2 separate regions of the Sus scrofa genome follow, and region 2 is linked to region 1. Evidence: chromatin contacts called from public Hi-C data. All regions are on one chromosome and are shown on one strand. The core of a region is the stretch at or near the end of the contact, and the rest is flanking DNA. Distances in the headings are between cores, read along the strand shown. Region 1 holds the start of TNFSF9 (tumor necrosis factor ligand superfamily member 9). Region 2 holds the start of CRB3 (protein crumbs homolog 3).

Region 1 (7,578 bases), core at 3,748-6,247:
CAATGCCGGATCTTTAACCCACTGAGCTAGGCCAGGGATCGAACCCACATCCTCATGGATACTAGTCGGGTTTGTTACTGCTGAGCCACAACAGGAACTCCCATATCCCTCCTTTTAAGATCCATCAAAGTCACCTATTGTGTGGCGACTTCCTTGTCCACTCCAGCCCCAGGAGCCAAGGTCCAGCTGGTATACAGGGGCCAGTGGGCAGAAGGTCTGCATCGTAGGAAAATGATTGAGCCTAGGGGAACCGACTGGGTCTGGAGGGAGTGGTGTGCTGCTAAAAGTTTAACAACCAGCCCTCAGGAAGGGGAGAAATGAATATCTGCATTTATTATAAATTTTACTGGCATAAATGATATGCAATACACAACCTTCAAAAATGATATACAAAATACTCTGCATTGCAAATTCTGGTAAAGCAACGATAATAGAAAAAATAAAAATTGTTATTAAAAAAGAACACTAGTGAAAATAATGCAAATATGTACACAGGTTAATATATATTAAAAAAAAAAATTCTGGGAATGGGAATTCCCACTGTGGCACAGCTGGTTAAGGATACAGCGTCATCTCTGTGACAGCTTGGATTCAATCCCTGGCCCAGGAACTTCCATAGGCTGCAGGCGCAGCCAAAAAAGAAAATAATAATAGTAAAATACATTGCATTGCAAATTTCACACAGCCAAAAGTGATTCTCACAGAATGCCTTCCTTGACTTGTCTCACTCTTGTACCCAGAGCCAACCTATGGTGGTAAGTGACAAACCAGTGAATGTAGGCTGCTAATTTCCTTTAAAGACTGAAGTGGAATGGAACAATAAAGATGTGCGTCCACACTTCACTTGTTTTTTGCTGGTGTGAGCAACTTACTTGCTAAATCAGATAATGGTTTAAAAACATTAAAGACTTCCTTGATTTTGTGTGTGTGTGCACTATTCGCGATGTAACAGCTACAGACAAGACACACTTAAGTGTAATCTACATGTATCCTTTATTATCCATGTTTAATAGACTTTAAGTATAGACAATGAATAAACAATAAACCAAGCCCGGACTTGTAACCTATGCCGCTTCTCATAGTGTAAATACTTTCACCAAGACCGATTCTAACTTACTAGTGTGGCGTCACAGAACACAGACTTGACAAGCGACGTTCTGCAAAATGGCATTACACAGTATTTGTACATTATACAGTATGTATCACCAGATACAATAAAGGTAAAAAAACAAACAAAAACAAAAAACCCTCAAGAGAATAAATGACAGTAACATGGGAATAATAAAATCCCTAAGGCACAGTGAAATCATAAGACTCAAGATAACTCATGTAGTAAATACTCAATACATAGCAGTCATTCTGTTTATAGTTTATTATACAGTAGCAACCCCACCTCACATCATCCCTCATAGTCCAATTACACATGGTCACATAATACCAGGGTCAAGCCACTGTATTAGAACTTCAGCTTGACAAAAGCTGCAGGTTTTGTGTCGTCTTGTTCATGGCTGTGTCCCCAACACCTAAAACAGTGCTTGATTAAAGTTGAATAAATGAATAAAGCTCACACAGCAATTACAGGACCCCCCCCCACAAGCTAGCCCCATGAATTTCATGGGGGGAGGGGAGGCTGGGGTTGAGTCTCCTTTTCTCATATATTAACATAAATAAGGATTTAGGGGAGTCTTTTTTTTTTCTTTTTATGGCCACACCTGTGGCATATAGAAGTTCCCAGGCTAGGAGCCGAATCGGAGCTGCAGCTGCAGCCTATGCTGCAGCCATAGCAACGCTGGATCCAGGCTGAATCCACGACCTACAGCACAGCTTGCAGCAATGCTGGATCCTTAACCTACTGAGCAAGGCCAAGGATCAAACCCACATCCTTATGGATACTACATCGGGTTCTTCACCTGCTGAGCTACAATGGGAACTCTGAGGGGTCTTTTTTGTTTGTCAATGTTTCTCCAGCCCTTCACCTGGCCGTGCCTGGCACCAAGCATGAGCTCAATAAATATAAGCTGAATGGATCAATATACATGTAATATAATATGGATTAATATACATGTAATATAATGTACACTGACTGAGCTCAGGCTCAGAATAAATACCAAGGGTTCGATTTGGGGCAGGAGTGACTCCCAAAGAGTCCTGGAAGAAGGGGTCAGCAGCACAGACCCCTGCCCAGCCCAGTGAGGTAGAGCAGCCAGGCCCCATCAACCAGGGGCCCCAACAAAAGAAGACAAGATTCAGTCTTGGTCTAGGGGGTGGCACCTGGGCCTGGGGTCATGAGAGCTGGTGTGAAGGGAGTACAGCAGGGGCTCTGGTGGCCACACGGAAGAGGCCCAAGGCCGTGGTGTCCAAGAGCTGCCAGGTGAGGGGCTTGCGGAGTTCAGGGTGCAGGTGGACACCCAGGCGCTGTCCAGCACCCAGGTGCAGCAGGCCACCCCGGAAACCAGCGGCTGAGTTCCCTGAGGATGGGGGTGGCAGGTCCAAGGTCAAGGCCAAGGCGGTGGCCTCAGCGTGGGAAGGCTGCAGGTGCAGGGCAACGGAGACGGAGCCGGAGCTGATGTTGCTGTTGCTGTTGCTGTTGACGGCCACCACGCGCTTCAGTGCCAAGTGCAAGAACACATAGTAGATTCCAGCCTTGACCACCACCAGCTCATGTGTGTCCCTGTCATATCTCACACCTGGCGTCAGAGTCACACCTTTCATCCCTGGCTCGCTGCACCAGTGCAGGGGCCCTTCGGTCAGCTTTTCTGTGAGCAGAGAGCAGGATACACTCAGCATGTGAGCAAGGCTGAGGGGGTGGGGGTGCAGCCCTGGGGAGAGGGTAGGGGGTGCTCTGAGGGAGAGAGGACAGGAGGCAAAAGTGGGGAGGGTGTCTGAGAGAGAGAAGGAGACTCAGAGAGGGAAGAGCATCCCAAAGGGAGCTGGGGCTGAGGGGGAAGGAAAAGGGGCAGGGGGGGATAGAAGGGAGGAAAGGGTTTCAGAGGAGGGGAAAGACTCTCCAGAAGTGGGAGAGTGATGAAGAGAAGGGGGGGGACCCCAGAAAGAAGAGGGAATGTACGATGGGGGAGGGGGCGCTCCTAGGGAAGAAAGGGGTACGGAGGGGGAGTTGAGGGGAATGGGGGGGCAGAGACCGAGTAGAATGGAGAAGAGGACTCAGAGAGGAAGAAAGGAGGAAAGGGGATCTGGAGCCCAGAGGGCAGGGAATGGAGGGGGCGGTTGTCAGGAAGAAGGAAAAATCCAAGGGTAAAGATTGGGGAAACAAGGGGTCTGACCTGGAGAGAAGTAGAAAACGGAGGAAAGATAAAGGGAAAGGCGGAAGCGGTGGGAAGGGTAAGGAGGGAACTCCAAGGCGAGGAGGAGTGGGGAGGTGGCCACAGGTCCAGAAGCGGGAAGGAAAGGTGTGGGGAGAAGAGTCCCGAAGGGGGGCGGTCTCCGAGAGAGGATGGGAAGAGATTCTGGAAGGGGGAGGGGCAGAGGGAGGGGCAGAGAGGAGGGTCTCCGGAAGTGGGCGGGGACATCTTTGGGAAGGAGGGTGGCCTGAAGGAAGAAGGGAATACAGGGCTTCGGAGGACGGTCCAGAGCTCCCAGAACCAAATGGGAGAGACTCGATCTGGCTGGGATTTGTGGGATCCAGCCCCAGCTCTGATGGCCGGGGCGGGGGGGAGGGGTGGCGTCGGAGGTAGGCACAGATGGGGCTTAGAGGAAGAGTCCCAGAGTGACAGAGAAGGTTCTAAAAGGAGAGGGGATGTTTTTCAGAGAAAGGGGAGAAAGAGGGTCAGATTGGGTCAGAGAAGAGGCCTCCCTCTCCCGGGGCTCTTCGCCTTGGTGCACCCCCCACCCTCCCCTTCCAACCCCACCCCCCCCATGTCGTGGGGAGTCACTCACCACCCTCCGCCACCACCAGCTGCGCGAAAACATCCTGCTGGAACATGCCCTGCCGACAGAGGAAAAGCAGAGAGTGGATGGAGGGCCCTCCTTCCCGCACCCGCAGCCCTCTGGAAAGGCGGCGGGGTCCCCAGGATCTGCGCAGGCCTTGAATCTACGTTCCCATCCCGCTCCAAATGAGCGCGCGCGCGGGGGCGAGCGCGCACACACACACAGGTACGCACACCCTACCCCAGTACCGCCGTCTGCAAGGGCGGCACCCCGAGAACTCAGGAGGGAAAAGAGAGTCCTCCAGGGAGACTTGGCACAGGAGAGTCGGCAGGGAAAATCGGATACCCCAGAGGTCCGAGAGAAAATTGAGGTTCTCCGGGAATGAGGAAAGAAAGGGGGAGCCCCATCAACTGTTCAAGATAAAAGGCCCCTTGGGCTCCGCGATGGAGAAAGATCCCCTCTGGGGCCCGGGATGCAGATAGGGTCTCACGGCGTGTAGGTAGAGAAGGGGTGCCCCCACGAAGTCCTGGATAAAGAAAGGGTGCCCTCGGAGGTCCAAAGAGGACGGGTGGGGGCGTTGTGTCCCTCCACCCTCGGCTTGAGGTGCAGAAAGAGCCTCGCCGAGGGCCTCTAGATGGAGAAGGGGTCCCGGGGTGGGACTGGGGTCTCGCCTGGGTTCCTGATCGGGCCGCATCTCACCTGTGGATAGTCTGGGAAGCCGGCCAGGGCGTCGGACGTCAACTCCGGACCCTCTGGCAGTCGCGGGCTGGGCGCGGGACCGGGCGCGGCGGGGGCCCCGGGCGCGGTCCAGGAGCGCACCAGGCAGACGGCGCTGGCGGCTGCGAACACTAGCAGCGCGGCGCTCAAGGCCCAGGGCAAGGGGCTGCAAGCTCGGCCTCGGGGCGCGGGAGGCCTCTGGGCCTCGGGGTCCTGGTCGACGTCGGAGCTGGAGCTCATGGCCGGCGACGGACAGCTGCGGTCCGGGTCCCAGCGCAACTCACTTTATACCCAATCCGGAAGCGCTGCTTTCCGGGGAGTGGCCGCCGGGGATCCCAGCGATGTGCTGGGTACGTTGGTTCCCGCCCGCCCCGCCCCGCCCCTTCCACCTTCGGTCAGAACTTTCCCTAACTTTCTTTTCCCTAGATCTCTCCCTCTCTCCATCTCCTTTCTCTCTCTCTCTCTCTCTCTCTCTCTCTCTCTCTCTCTCTCTCTCTCTCTCTCTCTCTCTCTCGCCCTCCAAGCCCTGCTCCACCAAATCCTATTATCTAATTCTCTTTCGTCTCCCCAGTTAGCTCCCTGGGCCTCTCTGCTTCTCTGTCTCTCTGCCTCTCTCCCGAGTTTCTTCTCACTCCCTAGGCCCCCAGCACTGGGGCTCCCCCAGGGCTCCCCTAAACCCAGCACTTCTTCAGGGGGCTCAGAGGACAGCCAGGCCTTATCCCCCTTCACCTCCGGAGCAAAAGACCCCTCCCCCCAGTGGAACCCTAAGTGCCATGCTCGACCCTCGCCCCCCTTTCCTAGGGACCCCTGGGTCGTCCCTGGCCTGCCCCCACCCACCTAGACGCTTCCCGTCAGCGGCCCCCTAGACCCCACAAGCAGAAGGTTGGAGAGTCCAGGTGGAGAAATTCCCCTTGTAGGAAAAGGACAATCTCGAGTGAGGCGAAGGAAACTCAAATTTCCCGTTTGCTCTCCCGTGGTGTAGGCGGGGGCGGGAGGAGGAGCAGAGAAGCTGCCAAAACTCGGTCCCCAAAAGAGGAAGCAACCCTGGATTGAGAGATGGCCAGCCCTAGAAAAGCCCTGGGCTCCCACAGAAGCCCTGCTCTGCCCAGTCCAGCCGGGTAGCCACCAGTCAACTTTTCTTCACCCTCTCCAGACCGCACTCTCCCTGTAGACAGAGGAGGGGAGGTGGGGAGGGGATGTGTGGTTGATCTCTGTGGTCTACTGTCCACCAGGGGCCCAGGAAATGGGGAGTAGGGGGGAGTTTGGGTTCCACAGAACAAGGGTCAGTTTCAGGCCCTGTATTCAATCTCATATTAAGCCTCTCTGGGGAACTAGGAGGCCGAACAATCATGACACTATTATTGACACACAGGTGCTAAAAGCTTCCTTTTCCGTTGTACCAGCAGTTTGGTTTATAAGGTGTGATGCCCCAACCAGCATCACCTCTTAGTTCTGAACTTATAGCACCTCAACCGACACCTATTGACAGTCTAGGAGCGGGCCCCCTGCCATCAGTGTCTGAAGGAACCTTCCAGAAGATTCTGCCACTTGCCATCGCACCTGATGTCCCTCTGCCTGGAATGATCTATGGCCGTCTGGATTCTAGCTGTCCTTCTGAGTAAAGAGGATGAATTCAACTCTAGCTTTCTTCTTGTACCATCTCTCAAACCCCCACTGCAGTTGATACTTAAGAGACTTTTGGTGTTAAAAACCTAAACCCAAATGGCAAGCCATCAGGGTGGAATGCTAAATATAATTTCTCTGCCGAAATGCCACCATCACCACGACTCCAAGCCTCGGTCGTTGGTGACCCCCTGCCAACCCCAGAAGAGAGTGTTGTGGGTGGCAGCTAAAATAGGAGAGTTGATTGAAAGGAAATTCCTGAAAGAGATACCAGCTCTTCTCCCCATCAGGGTGGAAACACAATAGGTTTTTTTTTTTTCCTCCAGATAACGGAAATGGCAGAGTTTCTGGGGGGAGGAGTGCAGTTGCGGGTGGACAAATCACGCTAAAAGCATGGGTAAAGCAAACGTGAGCGCGAATGCTGGAGTTTCCCACCTAGATCCTCACCCCCAACTCAGCAGCCAGGACCTGAAAAACAGAGATGGTGGGATCCCTTCCCCAAGGCATCTGGTCAAACAGAAAGATAGATAAAAAGATACTGAGGCCAAAGCGCTCTCTCCAGATCCCACTGCTCTGCCAAGAAGCTCACATGCCACGGGCTAATCTGTTTATTATTAAGCCCTACCCCCAGCCCCCAAACAGCAGGCCACAGCCAAGGACTGCTTGAGCTGACAAAAAGAGGAATTCAGACTCACTATCTCGGACAATCCAATTGAAAGTGTCTCTCTCTCTCTCTCTAGGGCCCAGTTACATCACCTCATGAAATTTCCTCACCAGCAGTTTCCACCACGTGAAGTAGTCTTGTTTGTTTACTTGCTCATGGTTGTTTCTCCCACGAAACTTATTTCCCAAAGAGAAGCACCTTCACTTGCATTGTGTTTTCGTGCTCTCTCCAATACCTAGAAAAGTGCAGGCCTCAAAATACTGAATGAATGAATGAATGGGAGTTCCTGTGGTGGCACAGCAGAAGCACATCTGACTAGGAACCATGAGGTTGCCAGTTCGTCGATCCCTGGCCTTGCTCAGTGGGTTAAGGATCTGGCATTGCTGTGAGTTGTGGTGTAGGCCTACAGCTGTGGCTTGGGTTGGACCCCTAGCCTGGGAATTCCCATGTGCCATGGGTGCAGCCATAAAAAGCAAGGGAAAGAAGAAAAAAAAAAAAAATGTATGAATGAGTGAAACTACCAGCATGGGCTCTAGAGGTCAACAAACCATAGTCAATCAACTCAAATGTTTTGTTTTCTTTTGGAGGTGACTGGGGAATGTTAAAAGAAATTTCCTGATATGTGCAAACTATGTGAAATTCAAATTTCAGTGTTCACAAGTAAAGCTTTATGGGCACACAGCCACACT
Region 2 (7,578 bases), core at 2,538-5,037, 40 kb after region 1:
GCCCATCCACCTTGCCAGCCTCTCCTCCACCTCCAGGACGGCAACTTCTCTCCCCACCCCGACCCAGCCTGACCTATCAGGAAGACCAAGATGGCAAGCAGATGACGAGACACCACCAGAGCCCCGGCCCTTGTCCCTGCCTGTCAGCCCGCCATCTCTGCACACCCCCCAGCTTTTGGATGCCGGGACCTCCTCAGAACACCCCATTTCCCAGCTGCCCCCAGAGGCCAGCGGAGAAATCGCTTCTCCATCAGGGCCTTCAACAGCTTCTGCAGACCCCAGCAGCAAAGGGGACTCCGTATCCTCCCTCACAGAGCCCCAGTCTCTAACCCTCCACCTCTCCCCTCCCCACAAGGCAAGCGAAGACCCCATAGCCCAGGAGAACCCCAGCTCCCAGCTCTCCACCCAGCCCCACCCTCCAGAAAGCCCTCAACGTCCGGTCCCCACCAAGCCCAACTCAGATACGACCTGGACATCCCAACCCCTTGATTCTTCCTCGGATCCTGGTTCCCCAGAGAATCCCAGAGCCCAGCCTTCTGAGGTCCTGCAAGTGGAGCACACTCACCTCCAGCCCCCCAAGGAGCTGGGAGGCCCCGGACGCCCTGCTAGCACTTGGCAAGAGCCTGCAACCAGGAGCCGGCCCAGAGTCTCTGAGCTTAAAAAGTGTTTTGAAGCTTAAGGATCAGGGTCTGGAGGAGAATCCAGCCCCTCAATAAAGCCGCCAAGATCCCAAAGCTGGTTTTTCCTGGTGGGTTTATCTGGGAGCCTTCTTTCTGCTCAGAAACCGCCCCCCCACACACACACACCTTTCCTGCTGAGGCAGCCTCCAGCTGACTCTTGGGTGCAGCTAAAAGCCCCTCCTCCCTTCCAGGAAGCCCTCCCAGCCCCTAAGTTCCTCCAGACCTTACAATTCATCTCTCAACAGCCTCTGCACCCTGCACGTGTCTCCTTCACCTAGGCTAATACCTGTCCCCACCAGCCCTCCAAAGGTTTAATTATATATATCGCACTCCCCATTATACATAGAGAGATATATAAAAAGTAAGCCACCTCACTCTCCCTTGCCTTCAAGGGCAGAGTCTTTGAAGCACCTTCTTCCCTTCTATTCTTAAGCCCTGGCCGGGTTTGATTGCCCAGAAAGGACTCTGCCTTCCCCCAAGGTAACACAGCCAGGAAGGGTGATGGATAGAGGAAAGGGACCTAGATGGGCAGGCAGCCCCGCACCGTCTCCTTGGAGTCCTGGGGAGCCCGGGCCTCAGCTGCGTGGGAGAACTGAAAGGAAAGGAGATGGGAGTTGTTGGGCTTTTGTGGCAAGGGGACAGATGGCTGAGCCAAGGTGGTGCAGCAAGCGGGGAGGCGGGTCCCCAGCCCTGGCACCCCAACAGCGGGCAGAGACAAGCAGAGGTGGCATGCTTCGAAGAGCCCGCCCAGCAGGCACCCCTTGGCCCCCCAGGTCCTCCTGAACCATCAGAGGCTGGTGTCTCAGTGGCGGCTGCCATATGTGAGCAAGTGCCGGGCAGTCCTGGGTAGTGGTGGTGGCTGCGGCCAGCCCCAGGGTTCAGATGAGCCGCTCCTCAGGCGGCAGCTTGAGGTTGGGGGGTGGTGGAGCTCGGGCACCCACCTGCTCCTCACTGCTGGGCCGGTAGGTGCCCTCTGTCTGCCGCTTTTCCCGAAGCTTCCGCACCAGTAGTGCCAGGCCCACAGCCAGGAGCAGGGCGGCCAGGAGGGAGAAGACCACAATGATGGCAGTGATGGCCTCCTGAGACTGTGGGAGAGGGGAGAGGTGTGACCCACCTGAACCTGGGTCTCCTGTCCACCCCCACCTGAGAATCAGCTGGGGAACCCTAATCCCTTCCCCCCACACCTGCCACTTTTGCTGATGGGGTTCCTCTATCAGGATTCCTGATCTCCATCAATCACATCTGGTCCTGGACTCCCCCATCTGCCATGTCTGGGGTCCACCCGAAGCACCTGCCACATCTAGTTCCTAGCTCCCCCCTACCCCCTGCATGAGAGGCATATGAGGCTCCTGACTCCCCACTCTTGCTATGTATGATATTCTCTCTTTTTTTTAATGGCTGCACCCGAGGTACATTGAAATTCCTGGGCTAGGGATCCAATACAAGCCACAGCTGCAGCAACATCCAATCCTTAACCCACTGCACTGGGCCAGGGATTGAACCCAGGCCTCAGCAGTGACCCAAGCTGCTGCAGTTGGATCCTTAACCCGCTATGCCAGAGTGGGAAGTCCCCGTGTACGGTATTCCTGTCCACCCCTTCCTGGGATTCTTGGCCTCTCCATTTGCCATGCTGGAATCTGGTCTCTCCCACTTAGGGTCCTCCAATGCCCTCCTCCACAAAAACTTAACCAGCTACCTCCGGGAGTCTAGGCCCCTCCACCTGCTAGAGAGGGACTCCTGAATAACACATCCCTGCCGCCCTTCTGCACGTACACCCCAACTCACCAGGCCCCCACTGGAGCCAGAGCCGGCGGCGGAGGGTGTAAAGGAGCTGCTTGCATTTGCAGGGGAGACTGATGCTGTGGGAAGGGAGGGAGGAGAAAGGGTAGAGAAGATGAATGAATCTCCATCTACCCTTTCCATCTTGAGACGTCTGCATCTTCCTTGGGCATCCCCTCATCAGACCTCTGCACTTCTGCGTCTTCCATTAGGTCAGTACCCTCCACACAGGGGCCACCCCCAAACCAGCAGTAAGTAATCAGCTAACAAGTTTGCAGTTAGCATGGAGTTGGGGGCTATTGTAATGGATGGTGTCCGGAAGCCCAACCCCACCTCTCCGGCCCTCCCTCTGCCCTTAAGGATCTGGGCGGATCCTGCCTTTCCCTGGAGTGTCTGACTCACACCTCCCCCAAGGCTCCCGAAACTGGACTAGAGGGCTCACTGAAAGGCAGGGTCCACACCTATGGTCAACCTGGGCTTGGAGCCCCAGGCAGGCCTCCTCCTGACTCCCAAGTCCCCCAAACTCTTCAACCATACTGAGACTCAGGCATGCAGGCCTCTTCCCCCAGCTCACCATTCCGCCCAACTCAGGAATTCTCCTAGGCCAGCTCTAACCATCCAAGGAAGAACTCAGAAATTCTAACCCCTCAGCCCTGACCCTGTAGAATCCTGCCCCCCAAGGCATTCTGTGTCAGCTCCTGGGTTCCTGACATCTCAGGGACCCAGGAACCCAGCGCTTCTAACCCCAGAGCCCAGCAACCCCAGCTGGTACCTACTTTGCCCCCAGACCCGGCCCCAGCGGGCCAGCAGCAGCGGCAGGCCGAGCGCCAGGAGCAGCCCCAGACCGGGGCTCGCCATGGGCCGGGCAACGAGCTGGTGGCACCAGGGACGGGGCTTGTCGCGCACACCACTCCTACCGCATCTCCGGCCGGGGATACCTTCGACCCCTCACCTGGGAGCAAAAGAAGGAGAAAGGCCGGGGCGTGGGGGAGGGGGCCAGACCCGGGCGCAGGCCCATGGGAGGGGCGACCCGCGCCGTGCACCCGGGAGCCCCGCCCCGCCCCCGTCGCCAGAGGTCAGAGATTAAAGATTAACTCGCGGCGGCGCGTTCCAGGGGCTGGGAAAAGGGGAGAGGAAAGGGGGAAAGGGCGGCAGGCCAAGCCTAGCGACTTGCCTCCCTACCTGGCCCGAGCGTCTTCAACCTCACTCAAGTTCCTGGTCCCGGTCCCTCTCTCGAACCCTCAGTGCGTCGGTCAGTGCTCGGTCGGACTCTTCCAGCTCCGCCCGCTCACGTGACCCGGAAAGTTTAGTCACTTACCTGGGAGGGGAGCGCACTTCCGGCTTATGCACCTGAGCCTAGATGAGAGGGCGGAGCCAAGCAGGGGCGGGGCCGCGCCACGGACGCACCTGTAACGGGAACCCAATCCTATTATTCGGAGGGAGTAACTAGGGGCGGAAGGGCGCAGGTGCAAAAGAGGCCTCCCACCACCTGCACTGAGGGCACCTCTGTAGAAGCATCCAGATGTGGAGACACCTGAGACTTGGAGACACTCCTGTCTGGGACAGACCGGGATAGGGGGCCTCTAATGAAAAAAACACCTGTGTGGGACACACCTGCATGGGAGTGAACGTGTATAGAAAACATCTGCACGGATGTGTAAGAATGTCTATTGGAGACTTCTGCTTTGAATCCTATCTATTTGGAGTATAGCTGAATGGAAGCATAGCTGTGTGGAAAATAGCTGTATAGAACACACTTGCATTATAACAAACACCTGGCTGAGGCACTTTGGCACCGGTTACATCTGCTTGGAGAACACCTCTGGGTGGCTCACCTATGAAATGAACAAGACTTGCATGAGAAATTTCTGTGTGAAAAGATGTTAGAGACACCTGTATGAGACACACCTGCATTTAAGTACACCTTCAGGGGACCCAGATCAATGGAAAGCCCCATATGGGTGAATACTTAAACAGAACACATCAGTGGTAGGGTAGGCCATATAATGCATACCTGGGTGGTGTAACACCTGTTGAGAAACATACCTGTGAGGTGAAGGAAAGAGACTTGCATGAGGGGAAGCTGGGTAAAACTGAGCTCGACTGAGATGAAGAGCTGAGAATGTCTGCATGAGGAACACTCACTGAAGCACAAGGTGGGGGGGGCGTGTGCATTAACGTCTACCTGTCAGGGATGTACCTGTGAGAAAACACTTGTTTAGGGCATCTTCGTGGGAAAATATCAGTATCCCCCGGATTGTAGGGCACCTTCCAAGAACCACCTGTGAATAAAAACATCTCTGAGGGGACTCTCTATAAAAGGCTTGTCTTGGACACACCTGTTTGAGCACACCTGTCTGGGCAGAAGCTTAGTGGAACCATATGTACCCTCACTGGCCATATATCTTGGGATAAAGAAGGGTGGTGATAAGACGACCCCCTTCTAGGGACTCTGGAGTGAAGAGTGATGGTTAAGGAAAAATTAATCCCTTCTAGGATACAGAGTATTGATGGGTAAAAATCTCAGGTCGGCTTAAAGCTCTGCCTTGCCCCTTACTGATCATGTGGACTGGGGCGACTGGCTTACCCTCCTGTTTCTTTATCTGTGTACTGGGAAAAACAGACCCACCTACTTTATAGGGATTTGACGAAGACGACTCGAGAAGTGAGTAAAAGGCCTGGCTTGTGCAACGCACTGAATCAGTGTTAGCTATTGTTGTAATTATTCGCCTTCAAAAGGTCTGGGCGCCCCTCCCCCTAATGGTGAATCGAGAAACTGCGCCCGAAACTAGTGGGAGGGACATTCGGCAGGTGCAGCGAGCGCGACAGACCGGTGCCCCGCCTCCATCGCTCGGCTATAAGGTCTTCATCCCCAGCTACTCCTAGGACTCTGAGATCTGCACCAGGAGAGTCGGGAGAAAGCAGACTGCTTGGTGTCCGGCCAAGGCCCCTTTAAGACTTTTGGGCGAGTCGGGGGCGGTGGGGCCCAAGGCAGCCCAGGGTCAGAGGGGAGGCCCCGCCTAGATGGGTGGGCAAGGCGGGACAGGCGGGCGCAGCTTCTGCGCTCTGGCCAATAGGAAACCGACTCCGCAGCCGCGCCGCGCGTTGATCTTCCGTTTCCCGGCCTGAGTGGGACCGAGAAAGGAGGCGCGCGGTCGAGATGAAAACACAGAGGGAGAGCAAGGCTTCGGCTTCTGTGGCCGGGTGGGGAATGTGAAATGAGCCGGCGGGCCGACGGAGGGCTAGATGGGGCAGAGTTGGTTCTTGAGTACGTCTAGGAAAAGCGAGAACGTTCGTTCCAGAAGAGGATTAGTAGAGGAGAGAGGTCAAGTGGAAAAGGATTACGTAACCCACTCCCTGACATCTCCCTACCTCGCCCCGTTGGGCAGAGGGTAAACTGAGGCATGCAGGAGCGGAACTCAGAAACCAGATCTGAAATCAATGATCTCTCTAGCCTCCCTTCCCAGAATGAACCCTGTTGCTCCCTAAACTGTGCTAACACCAGAGCATCCCTGACACCCGCCCCCCGCAACAGCTCCGCGCCCAGCCCCCTCCCCCAAATGCAGGTCGGGGGAGGAGACGCAAGTTCTGGCGCAGGCGGCGACAGCAAGCAGTCACCACCTCCTACAAGTGCGGGAGCCCGGCAGGCAGAGCTGAGGCTGAGGTAGCAGTGGCCGCGGAGCTGGCCCTGCGGGGTCCCGGGGGGGAGAGGGGGAGCCGTCAAGCCCCCGTTGAGGCCGCCGCTGCCGGGCCTCCCCTCCCCCCGGGCTGGCGCCATGCGGGGGGGCCCGGGCGATGCGGAGCGGCGTCAGCGCTGGGGTCGCCTCTTTGAGGAGCTGGACAGTAACAAGGATGGTCGCGTGGATGTCCACGAGTTGCGCCAGGGACTGGCCCGGCTGGGAGCGGGTGACCCGGACCGTGGCGCCCAACAGGTACCCCCTCTGGGACCCTCTCCTGGCTCGCCGCGCTGGGGCCCATTCCGAGCCGGGTAACCCGAGCCCCTGAATGGAGCGCCGGGAGCCGCCCTGGACCGCCTGTGGCTGGACTCCGGGACCTGTGACCAGCTTGGGTGTCTCGGTCCCTTCCCCCTGCCCGCCCGTATCCGGGCTTAACGGGCTCGCTCAAGACAGGGCCACTGAGGCCCCAGGCCTGCAGTTCCGCTGCCAAACTCGCCCGCCTCCTCCGTCGGAGTGGGGGATGACCTCCAGGGAATGGGACCACGTGTGCTTTCCTGCCCACTGCCCGGGACACACCCTCCTCTGAACTCTTTGCACAGCCCAAGACATGGCCTGCACCCCCCTCCAGTAGACACACTCTCCCCACCTTCCTTCCCTTCTCTGGGCACCCACTGTCCTCCTAGGCAGCAGCCCCAGCCTTTATGTTTACATTCCTTTCCTGGTCCTTTCCTGGTCCTGGCTGGATGCCCCAGGCTGTCCTAGTCAGGGACCCAATCCTCTCTGAGGTCGCCCCTCAGCTGGGGATACACATATCAAAGCAGGAACTCAACCCCCAGCGCATTCAGGTGTCCCCTCCACAACTGGAGCCCCGGATGCCACTGGACTGTCTCCAGAGATAGCATCTTGAGATCTCCATTCAACTTCCCACTTTACAGATGGGAAAAACAGAGGCCCTGTGGCTGCTCAGCTTGGCCGATGTGTCATTGTTCCACATTACCCAGAGCTCTCTCCAATGGGGAGCTCCTGGAACTGCTATGTGGATGCATTCTTATGAGACAGCTGGAAGGACAGGCTTTCAGAGATGAGAGCCCAAGTCCACCCACCCTCTTCCCAGCTCTGTAACCTTGAACAAGTTACTTGACCTTGGAGAGTCTCATTTTGCTCTCCAGGAAAACTGGACAATTACTGTCCACCTCATAGACCTACTGTGGCCTTGGGCATCTTGGGAGGGGGTGATTTCCCCACCCCAATCCTCTAGGTGCAGGGCTGGGGTGGGGGAGGCAAGGCAGCTGGGTTCCTGGGGCATAAGCTGGTCATGCACGTGCCCTCTAGATTGGGGAAGCAGCTTCCTGGAGCTCTTTCTGACCCTTCCCCCTCTGCCAGGGCATCTCCCCAGATGGAGGCCTTGACCTGGAGGAGTTTATCCTCTACCTGCAGGAGCG

Evidence for each region. Hi-C and Micro-C count contacts between places; a contact is called where the count stands out from the background.
Region 2: a contact with region 1 is called in a Hi-C map of epiblast stem cells, with 6 times the contacts expected there. The contact joins the promoter of CRB3 here to the promoter of TNFSF9 in region 1. A contact is called at or near these places in 2 of 47 Hi-C or Micro-C datasets (adipocytes and epiblast stem cells) and 1 of 2 datasets of contacts at active chromatin or transcription factors (alveolar macrophages).

Annotation. Positions count from the first base shown.
Region 1 is chr2:72,577,837-72,585,414 of Sscrofa11.1, forward strand. TNFSF9 (tumor necrosis factor ligand superfamily member 9) reads right to left here and starts at 4,998. Exons shown (of 3, transcript XM_003480815.3): 1 at 4,585-4,998; 2 at 3,895-3,943; 3 at 975-2,756. The coding sequence starts at 4,842. The coding sequence ends at 2,284.
Region 2 is chr2:72,619,479-72,627,056 of Sscrofa11.1, forward strand. It overlaps CRB3 (protein crumbs homolog 3), which reads right to left and starts at 3,788. Exons shown (of 5, transcript XM_003123115.4): 1 at 3,642-3,788; 2 at 3,236-3,411; 3 at 2,466-2,539; 4 at 1,622-1,765; 5 at 1-1,272. The coding sequence starts at 3,317. The coding sequence ends at 1,201. It overlaps DENND1C (DENN domain-containing protein 1C), which reads left to right. Exons shown (of 23, transcript XM_003480816.4): 23 at 68-734. The coding sequence ends at 679. It overlaps SLC25A23 (solute carrier family 25 (mitochondrial carrier; phosphate carrier), member 23), which reads left to right and starts at 6,236. Exons shown (of 10, transcript NM_001246246.1): 1 at 6,236-6,391; 2 at 7,520-7,578. The coding sequence starts at 6,236.